Regions from separate parts of the Mus musculus genome. Here region 2 is linked to region 1. The links are chromatin contacts, called in public HiChIP or PLAC-seq maps. All regions are on one chromosome and are shown on one strand. Each heading gives the region's core, a stretch centred on a gene start, on an enhancer-like site or on the middle of the called end of the contact. The rest is flanking DNA. Distances are from core to core; before and after follow the strand shown. Region 1 holds the start of Septin5 (septin 5). Region 2 has its middle 6.4 kb from the start of Gm41428.

The links. HiChIP or PLAC-seq counts read pairs in DNA pulled down with a chosen protein or histone mark.
Region 2: a contact with region 1 is called in an HNF4G HiChIP or PLAC-seq map of pancreatic cancer cells. The contact joins the enhancer-like site here to the promoter of Septin5 in region 1. A contact is called at or near these places in 2 of 39 promoter capture datasets (both in embryonic stem cells), 2 of 484 Hi-C or Micro-C datasets (embryonic fibroblasts and uterus), 2 of 115 datasets of contacts at active chromatin or transcription factors (forebrain and pancreatic cancer cells) and 3 of 9 other capture datasets (adipose tissue, liver and pancreatic islet).

The regions. Positions count from the first base shown.
Region 1 is chr16:18,627,861-18,632,880 of GRCm38.p6, forward strand. It overlaps Septin5 (septin 5), which reads right to left and starts at 2,078. Exons shown (of 12, transcript NM_213614.2): 1 at 1,948-2,078; 2 at 1,791-1,801. The coding sequence starts at 1,990.
Region 2 is chr16:18,735,670-18,740,689 of GRCm38.p6, forward strand. No RefSeq gene overlaps it. Among named protein-coding and RNA genes, the nearest start is that of Gm41428, 6.4 kb to the left of the region's middle. Within about 2 kb of position 2,887, at least 22 of the 459 cell types and tissues checked have an H3K27ac peak or open chromatin away from gene starts, as enhancers often do. A contact at or near this core is called in adipose tissue, embryonic stem cells and pancreatic cancer cells, where this site is marked.

The DNA.
Region 1 (5,020 bases), core at 828-3,327:
GTTCATTGGGAATGTACATGCTTAGGGGACATCCCAGCCAAACAGCCTGTCTAAGTATCACCCAAGCAGGCCATCATAGCCTGTGTATTCCCTGGAGAAGCCCTAGGGGAGGAGCCTTGCACCCCCTTTTTCTAGTCCCAGAGGCTCAACAAATATTCCTCAGGGATATGAAGCCATACACAGCAAAACACACCTCTTCGTGAGAAGGAGCCTGTTGAGGCTTCCCATTCTTAGAATTATGACTAGGCTCTGAAGCGGCAGGCACAACCAACAAAGTCCTCATCACTGCCTGAGAAGAGATATGGGTGCAAAGGGCAGACAGACACCTCCTTCTACCCAGACTGCTGCTCTACCCCCTCCCCCAGTTAGAGTCAGAAAGAGGCCTGGTTAAGCCCGGCCCTGTGCAGCCATATTGGGAACCAAGGTATTCCACACTGTTCCCCCAGGCCCACAAGGTCCCAGCTCGGACACCAGAGCTCCAGCACTGTTCTGGGGCTCACTCCATCTGCCTTCACCCAGCGCTCTCTTCCTTCAGGCCTGGGGATAGGGAGTGGCATAAGGCTGGCTCCTAGCTAACCAGAGGATGGGCAGATGCAGGCCTGAAGGACTCATACTCCATCAGGAAGGGGGAGGGGTCTCCATCCTAGCAGCAACAGACAGGAGAACATGGATGGTGCTAAGCAGCAAGTACCCCAGCCAGGTGACTTGGAAGACCTTCCAGAGGCCCAGGAGAAGCCTAGGTCCTTGCCTTCCTAGCCTCTGGCCCCCCTCTCCCTTACACAATAGCATGTGTCCCCATCGGGCTTTGTCTGGCTTACTGGGATGGGGAGGCAGTTCTCCTGGGGGAGCCCCTCCCAGTGAGTCTCATCAGCCTTGGGCGGGGCATGTCCCTGCCAGGAGACTGTGACTCTCCGGCTCACCCCATCTGCCAGCTGCTTTTGCTCTGTCTGATGATGTACTCTGGTCTAGTACTCTGGAGTCCAATGCTAGGCGAGAACACCCATCCCCAGCAAGGCTTGCTGAAGCCTTCTGGTGTCAGAATTGGGCCTCCCCCACCCCATCTTCAAACAGGGCCTAGCTCAAGCCACAGAGGACATCCCTTTGGTCACCCACTTCCACAGCACTCTGGTTTCACAACCCTCAGCTCCTTTGGATTTTCACAGGTTACCCGGTAGGCTGGTACTTTCCCTGGGGTGGGGAAATCAGGCTAGCCCCCCTCTGGAAGGCCACAGCCTGGCTGTACTCAAGGTTTGGAGGGCTAGTGCTAGGATGACTCAGATGGGGAGCCTTGCAAGTTCCAGGTCTTGGAAGATGCTCTGCCAAAGACTAGTGAGCATAAATTTAGGCACAGAAGAGAGACACCCAAAGGTGCATGGGCATGAAGCAGAGGCCCCATGGTATTGCTCAGGAGACTGGTGGGCCCCCCCCCCCATTCCTGGCCTGTCATAACTACAGCCTCACCCAGGACCCCCAGCACGAGGCCTTCCGGTCAGGTTAAAAAGGGGATGCTGGCCCTGGACTAGAGGAGAGAGGCCCTTATCCCAGCCTCCCTTTCTGGGGAGGTGCCTAGGCCGCTGCTATACAGGTCAGGGAACCAAGCGCAGTGCCTACACTTCCCCTCCGTAGCCCCAGGAGCAGCGGCGCTGCCCCTACAGACAATCGATTAACGCCAAAGGACTGGGTGACGGCCGGCGGGGGCGGGGTCACGCCTGGGCGCCACCAGCATCGGTGCCACAATGGGTGACAGCCGGTCCGATCTCACCACCGGCCGAGCGGCGCAACGCCAGTACCTGTTTGTCCTCTGCATGGTCCGGGTCGTGATCCGGGTCCGGGCGGGTCCGGGAGGGTCCGGGCCGGCGGGCAGGGGAGAGACGGAGACAGACGGTGAGAGGCGGGCGGGCGGCGGGGACAAAGGAGCGCGGGCACGCGGACAGGCTCTGGGCTCACCTGGGGTCGCCAGCTTGCTTTTGTACCGCAGTCCTGTGCTCATGGTGGCCGCCGGCGGGGGACGTGTGGCGGCGGGCGCGCGGGCGGGGCGCGGCGACCAGCGGTGGAGGCCGAGGCCGGCTGAGGGGTGACCCGCCCCTCCGCGCCGCCACCACCCGCCCCGCCCGCGCGCCCGCCAGCCAATCGGCGCCCGCCGCGCCCACGCGCGACCCGGAGAGGCCGGTGGGGGCGGGGACTGAGGCGTCCCGCTGTGGTTCCCCCCAGGCCTTTGGTTCTCCCGGCCGCGCGAGTGCAGCCGGGCTATTCCCACGGCTTCGTCCGGAACGCCCCCTCCCCTTCCTGTCATCTAGCCCAGGCCTAGACTCTGTTCTCCCTTGGCTGTCGCTGGAAGCCGGTTGGTTCCTGGGCCTCTGACCTTCCATCGAGTGGCCATTCTATAAAGCATGTCCCAGGACTGTGCTTCATGCAGCCGATGAATGAGTTCAGGTGATATAAAGACCCCTTTTTCACCCCATCAAGAAGCATTTGGAAGGGGCAGACCTGGAGCCCTACCCTTGGTACATTGAGCACAAGTCCAGAACCCGAGCTCTCCTGCAGTCTGCTGGGTGCTAGGCATTCTACACTGGACACACACAAACGCCTGGGCAAGATGGAAAGCACACGGCAGGCAGGGTGTGGTTGTAAGATGGGAGTACTTGAGGTGTATGGCTAGAAGGACACAATCCGAAGGCCACCTTAGCCCTCCTTGCTCCAGCTCTGGTCCCGGTTTTCTGTGATCTGTGCTCTCCCCAGCTACCCCCCTGGAGAGGGGTTGAAGGGGGCTGAGGGACACATAAAGACAAGTCCATGCTCAGAGCCACATTTATGCATGAAGATGCTGTGACTCTGAATCTTCAAAAAGTTGATAGGACTAAGTGACCCACGGTGTGAATAACTTCTGTGTTACTGTCACATCCCAGGTGGTGGCTTAAACCTCACCAGAGAGTCTGTGACCAGGGTAGGGATGTTCCATTGTCCAAATCTTTCTTCTACAGCCTAAGGATCAGATGGGGCATATGACACACTGTGGTGCATCTTTGGGATCTAGAGAGGGCACTCACACGTGATCAAGTGCTAATCATTTTGTGTATAAAACAATGTAGAAGTAAAAGTGTCTACACATCTCTTAGGTTTGGCTTCACCAGTGACTTTTTTCATGGCGTTCTTGGGGGAATTTGGAACTCTGTTAGAGGAATATGTGCAGTCTGAGGCAGGGACAGAAACACAATGTCAGGACTTCTGAGCTTGCCAGTTCTGAGTCTGGAGAAACCCACGAAGGAAAGCTAGGACATTAAGCCTGAGCTGACTGTTACTGTCACTCCAACGGCAGAAACAAAGTGGGGGGAAAAGGAAGTATCTTCCCTGGGGCACTGATGGGAGGGACACTCCTGGTCTCCTCTAGTTAGGGGGTTGTGCTTGGCTGCCTTGGCCCGGAGGGAAGTGTAGGAGAGGGGAAAGAAGCTTGTGTATAGAAGAGGAATAAATTATAAAACAATTCTGATGAGCCCTCGACTTGGGTAAAACGGCTGTGGAGACGTGCAGCTGGTCAGATGCTCAGTGGGAGGTGAATGGGCGGGTGTCACCGAGGCCTGAGAGATAGACTTTGAAGGGTGCAGTTAGGGGCAACCTGGCTTGGTACCACATGTGAAAACATCTGTGGGGAGCTTGAGTTGTTCAGTCCTATGGGAGAGCTGGGATCTGCTCCCTTGTCCTGGGACTCTAGTCACCTATGACTGTGAGTCCTGGGGTGGCTTCAAGTCGCTCACAGAGGAAAGAGGTTGCCATGCTGTACTGAGGAGTAATAATAATTGTGACTCAACAGACACTGTATGCACAGGGGACATTGCTGAGGTCAGGAAAATGGGCCATGAAGGCATTATCAGATTTGCAGGACCCGTCCCCAGGTCTGCCTTGTGTACAGTGTGAGTGTCACAAAGGTCATAGACTCTGGCCGGAATAGCCAGGGGCTGAGGTCTAAACAAAACTCCTGTATGGCTTTTGCCCATGGGAAAGCACAGACAGCAGTCTCTGATGGGCTCTCTCAAGGGTCAGAGAGGCAGCAGGAGTGGCAGGGTGGGGACTTGCACACCTGCGTTTACCTGTTGAAGACGTTATGGCTTCCAGCGGCACTTGCTTTGCTTTTCTGTCCTAGAGCTGGCTGTAGTACAAAGAGAAGTAAACAGAAGACTTCTGCGTGGGGGAAATGCTACTTTTTTTTTTTAATTCATAAGGAAAAGAAGTTAATGAGTGAAAAAAATAAGCTATGTCAAGAAAAATCTGTTCAAGCAACTGGGGCTACAAATAGCTCACTTTTCAGAAAAAAAAAAAAAAAAAAAAAACAACCAACCCAAACCCTTCTCTTTTTGTTAAATCATGCTGTGTCTCCCCTCAGCACAGACGGCAGGGGGAGCTGACTTTTCCCTGGCACCGTAATGCCAGTTGGGTAAGCAGAGCACTCTTTGGGAGATAGCATTGGTGCAAACCATAGTGACTAGACACGGTGAGGCAGTTAATGAAGATGCTGAGGTTTAGAGGTGGGGAAGTTTGTTCTGGGTGACAGAGAGATGGGAGCAACTGGGGCCAATGGTAAGAAAATTCTAGAATGTTTACTGTTACTGCCGTTCACTTCGGAGGTTGAGGGCTAAGGTCAAACTGTGTGCAGCAGGTGAGACCTCCCTTTGCAAAACCTTCTACAGCTCCCCCACCCCATAACTACCTCAGAACAGGCCTGGCTCAAGCTGTAATGCCCAGGTTTTGTGCCTAAGCACAGGACAGCAAGTGCAGCTTAGAATGAGCTGGGGACCCGCATGAGATTAAAACCAGGCCTATGGAGTCCAGCCCCATTTCTGAGACGGATAGGACATGGCCCCAGCCCAGCTAGGGGCTTGGCCTACTCACACAGCCCACTACAGCCTGAACTCATGCTCCTTCTGTCCCCTCTCCCTTCATCCTCCAGTGGAGCTCAGTCTCCTTCCTGACCCTTCCTTTGTCTTTCTGTGGGGAGGTTCTCACACTGCCCTTGCTGCCCTCACTG
Region 2 (5,020 bases), core at 1,637-4,136, 110 kb after region 1:
AGGCCTAAAACCACCCATCACTCTAGTACCAGGGAATCCAGTGCCTATGACCTCGGTGGGCACCACGCATGTACATGGTGCACAGACAAACATGCAAGCAAAACATTCAAACACATAAAAATGAAGTAAATGTAAAAACAAACAAACAAAAAATTTGGTTTAGCAGTTGTCTCTGGTCCCAAGAAATCTCTCTTCCCAAAGTCTGGCAAAGCCAGCGTCCCCTCAGGGTCTTGAGAAAATAATTTCTACCTGCTAAAAGGAACCTTTCTCCTCCTCTCTGGCATAAGGGTGCATTTCCATTAACAATCGCCTGTGGTGTCTATTGCACATCAAGGTCCACGCTAACTTCTAGGCCCCTTCAATCCCCAGTCACTAGTACCTGCTACACACTTCAAGTCTTCCACCTCAGTTTATGGGTTCTCCTCCTCCCAGGTACCTGTCCCCTAATAACCCTGGACTTCCATGCTCTGGAACCTCCAGCCTCTTTCCTGAGACACAGTCTTGGCTGTTTGGTGTAAATTTTTTCCTTTTAACCCACAGAGCTGCTACGTTGGTTTCTTTACCGCACCCATTTTATTCAGTGTTGAATGCTGTGTTTTATTAAAAAGATCAGAATACGTTTTGTAGAGTGCGATATGGTGAGGTGTGAAGGGTGCCTCATGTCTCCCGCTGGCCCACACTGAAGCATCACTACCCCCTGTGGTACCAGCCATATACTACACGGGGATAGTACAGAACAGAGCTTATTTAGGGCGTAGGAACAGGAGTTGAGAAGGGAACAGAGACAGAAAAAAATAGGGAGGGGGGAGGGAGGGAGAGAGAAAGAGAAAGAGAGAGAGAACAAGCACAAACTCCCTTTTATATCGAGCCAGACCTACCTGGCTGTTGCTAGGTAATCGTTGCGTGGAGCATAGAAGGAAAGGTAACTGAGAACCTGTAATCTGGCATTGAGGAGGCAGAGGCAGGAGGATCCCTGAAGCTCACTGGCCAGCTACTTTAGCAGGCTAGTTCTAGCTCAGTGACTCTGTCTCAAAACCTAAGGTGAAGGCTGCAGCGATGCTCAGTGGTTAAGAGCACTTGTTGCTCTTGCAGAGGACCTGGGTTTGGGACCCAGCACTCACTTGGCAGTCCACAATCATCTCCAGTTCCAGATCTGATGTTCTATTCTGACCTCCTCAGGCACCATACATACACATGACGCGCATGCATACATGCAGGCAAAATACAACATAAAATAAGATGGATAAGTCTTTAAGAAAAAAAAATGTTTTAAAGTGCAACACTGAGATACTGAGTCTGTTTCCAACACTGGTAATCTTGTTAAAAAGCATTTTACATTTCTTGGTTCTGTGTGTGCCACAACACATGTGGAGGTCAGAGGACAACTTGCCAGAGCTTGTTCTCTCCTTCCACCTGGTACACTGGACCCATCCAGTCAGACTCAGGATCCCCTTGTACCCACCTGAGTGGCTGCTGGGGCTTCCAGAGACACATGGAGAGTTACAGGAGAAGAGATAGCAGATTAAGAGAGAGATGCACAAGGGCTTGGGGATGAGCCTGCCCACCTGTAGCATGGCTCCAAGAGAACAAAAAATAAGGGAAAGGATGGGGGGGGGGGATTGGCAAAGGACTTGTAAAGGCCAGTGACAGTGTCTGCCTCTCTCTGTTCCTGTAGTGGGTGAGGGAGGTGGGGAGGGCTTGAATAAAACCCAAGTGATAAAATTATTTCTCTGCTGGTGAAATGAGCCTATTCAAACCAGATTAGATTATATTACAGGCATGTTTATTGGGAAGCTGCTCTTGGGTGATTTGACTGGCTCCAAGGACTGAGGCCAGGGAAGTCACCATGGGAAGAGAAGGGGGTAGGAGGAAGAGAAAGAGAGAAAGGGCATGGGTAAGAGAGACAGGAGAAGAAGAGGAAAAGGAAAAAGAAGAAAAGGGAGAGGAAGAAGAAGAGGAAGAAGGAGAAGAAGGAGGAAGAGGAGGAGGAAGAGGAAGAAGAGGAGGAGGAAAAGGAGAAGGAGGAGAAGGAGGAGGAGGAGGAGGGGAAGGAGGAGGAGAGAAGGAGAAGGAGGAGGAGGAGGGGAAGGAGGAGGAGGAGGAGAGGAGGAGGAAGAGGAGGAGAAGGAGGAGGAGGAGGAGGAGGAGGAGGAGGAGGAGAAGAAGAAGAAGAAGAAGAAGAAGAAGAAGAAGAAGAAGAAGAAGAAGAAGAAGAAGAAGAAGAAGAAGAAGAAGAGCAATGTGTTATCCAAGGATATGTTTTATAGAAGGGAGGTATAGTATAGTGGGAGGGGGTACTTTACTCAGTGGTCCACACTGAAGCATCCCTCCTTCCTTCCTCGAGGTACCAGTCATATACTAGACAGGTCTAGTATAGAATAGAGTTTATTTGTGGGCATGGGAAGGGGAGTTGAGAAGGGAGTAGAGGCAGAGAAAGAGAGGGGACAGAGAAGGAGAGACAGAGACAAAGAGACAGAGAGAGACAGAAAGAGACAGAGAAAGAGAGACAGAGACAGAAAGAGACAGAGAGAGACAGAGACAGACGGGGCTGGCCAGGAGCACATGGAGAAAGGGGGAGGAGGGGGAAAGGGAGAGAGGGAGAAAGGGGTCAGAGAGAGTGAAGGGAATCAGAGAGTCAGAGAGGCCAAACAGTTCCTCTTATTGCAAGCCAGGCCTACCTGGCTGTTGCTAGGTCACTGTTGGGTGGAGCATAGAAGGAATGCCAACAGAGAGCAGACCAAAATATCTGGATTATATAGGGAAGAGCCTCTAGGGGAAGGGCAGCCCAGCCCCTGGGCTGGAAAGTTCAGGGTTGAGGACAGAGTCTGCCAGGAAGGGACTGAGGGATGCTGGGTGAACCTGGAAGCCAGGTCTGCTTTGATATGTAAAATATGCATCTCAGTCCCTTGTTCTGGGGTCTGAAACCAAACACCAAGTGAGACAGGGCTTACCTCCTGTGTCTCTGCAGAGCAGGCTGCCTCCTCTGCCACTCTTCCTGTGCTAATCTCTGGAATCTTCTACTATTTTCTATTCTCCAGCTTTACTTTCGGCTGCACGGGAGCTATGAGAGCTCTTGTCCCGGGAAGAGAAAGGCTGACTGCAGCAGGAGGGAAGCAAACCACAGGCTGGGGATGGGGCCTGCTTGTTGCGCATGACCTGTATTTAGGAAATGTAGGGTTTGCGCTCACACAGGGCCCACTTACTGTGTACTAACTATGCTTCAGGGTTAGAGAGACCTCTGTCAGTTCAGGGATGGGGCTGGGGTGGTGGTGGTGGTGGTGGCCCTGTAGGTATCCAGCCTCAAGGCTGGCTTCAGAATACATGTGAGGGGAGTTAAGACTCCAGCGCTTTGCCCGTTCCCAGGCCCCCTTTCACCCAAACCCTAGTGGGTCTGAACTGTTTGGGCATAACGGAGCCTATAACAGTTCTCTTGGGGACAGGGACGGGAGGTGGGGCTTGACTGTCCAAATGCCTGCTAGAATCACTCACACTCTGGAAGCTTCCTGGATGTCTATTCCCTTGGCAGACATTGTGGAAGTGGTATCTCAGCAGACTTGGAGAGTGAATGAAGCCAAAAAACCCATGCCAGACGATCAACCAGCTCAAAGTTTCCCAGGCTAGGTAGGGTGTGCCTGCTCTACTGGGGGAAACGGGGGGGGGGGTTACATGGTATGGCCAGTGATGGTGGGGAGGAGCTGGAAAGAGAGGGTACAGCCACACTGGGATCACTGACTGTTGCTGTGAGGAAGTGGGAGCCACAGGAGATGTGGGGAGAGGAGGGGTGTGCTCCACAGGGGTCATGGCTTACCTCAGACATCAGCTGTGTGACCTTCGTGTCCCACAGCTTCCCTAGCAAAGCTGTGACATGGCTAGGGAGTTTGAGGGATAGAGGCTGAGCGTTCTTACATCGTTTGTTTGTGGGTCCAGGCTACTTGGAGGTCTCTCCAGATGTCAGAGTGCTGCCCTGACTACTACAGATGCTGCAGTTCCCATCCACTCAAAGCACTGTGCTCAGTCCTCAGAGATGGAAGGCTAACTGTGGCTCATCGGGGTCCAGGAGGATTTCTGACCTGCTCCAGATGCTTGGCTTGGAGACTGAATCCTAGGAAATTCCAGCTCCTGGGCACCACCCAGGCAGGAATACAAGGGACCCCACCCAAACTCTGACTAAGCCACCTTGGGGAAGTGGCTGTGGATGTGCATGCTGACCTCATAGTCATTAATACAACACCCACCTCTCCAGTCCCTACATTAAAAGAAGCCCAGGTGAGGAAGGATACAAACACAGACACGTGAACCATGGAGCCAAATAGCAGCTGCCTGGCTTTTGCTGTCATTGTGAAGGGAACCAGGTAGTTGGATTCTATCAAAATGGCCTTTGCGTGTGCCTGTGCATGTTTATGTGTGTGCTTGTGTACATGTTTCTGCATGTATATGTTTGTATGCAAGCGTGCCCTTGTGTGTGTGTGTGTGTGTGTGTGTGTGTGTGTGTGTGTGTGTGTGTATGCACACAGAGGCTGGAGGTCAACATTGGTTTCCTCTTCTTTGACTCTCCACCTTAATTTTTTTGAGACAATGTTTCTCACTGACCTTGGAGTCTTCCATGTTTCCATCCCCAGGGCTACAGATGTGCACCATCATGCCCTGCTCTCCCTGTGCTTGGGTAGCAGGCACTATATCTACTGGGCCATTCCTTAACTTTCTCCCTCTCCCCCTCCCCCTCCCCCTCCCCCTTCCTCTCCTCCTCCCCCTCCCTCTTCCTCTCCCCCTCTCCCTGTCCCCCATCCCCTCCCCCCTCCCCTCCCCTTCCCCCTCCCCTGTCTCCCCCCTCTCTTTTTTCCTCCCTCCCTTTCTCCCTCTCTCCCTTCCTTGATTTTTGAAACAAGGTTTTTCTGTGTAGCCCTGGTATCCTAGAATTCACTCTATAGACCAGACTGACCTGTAACTCAGAAATCCACCTGCCTCTGCCTCCTGAGTGCTGGGATTAAAGGTGTGCTCCATCACACTTGGTTAATTATGC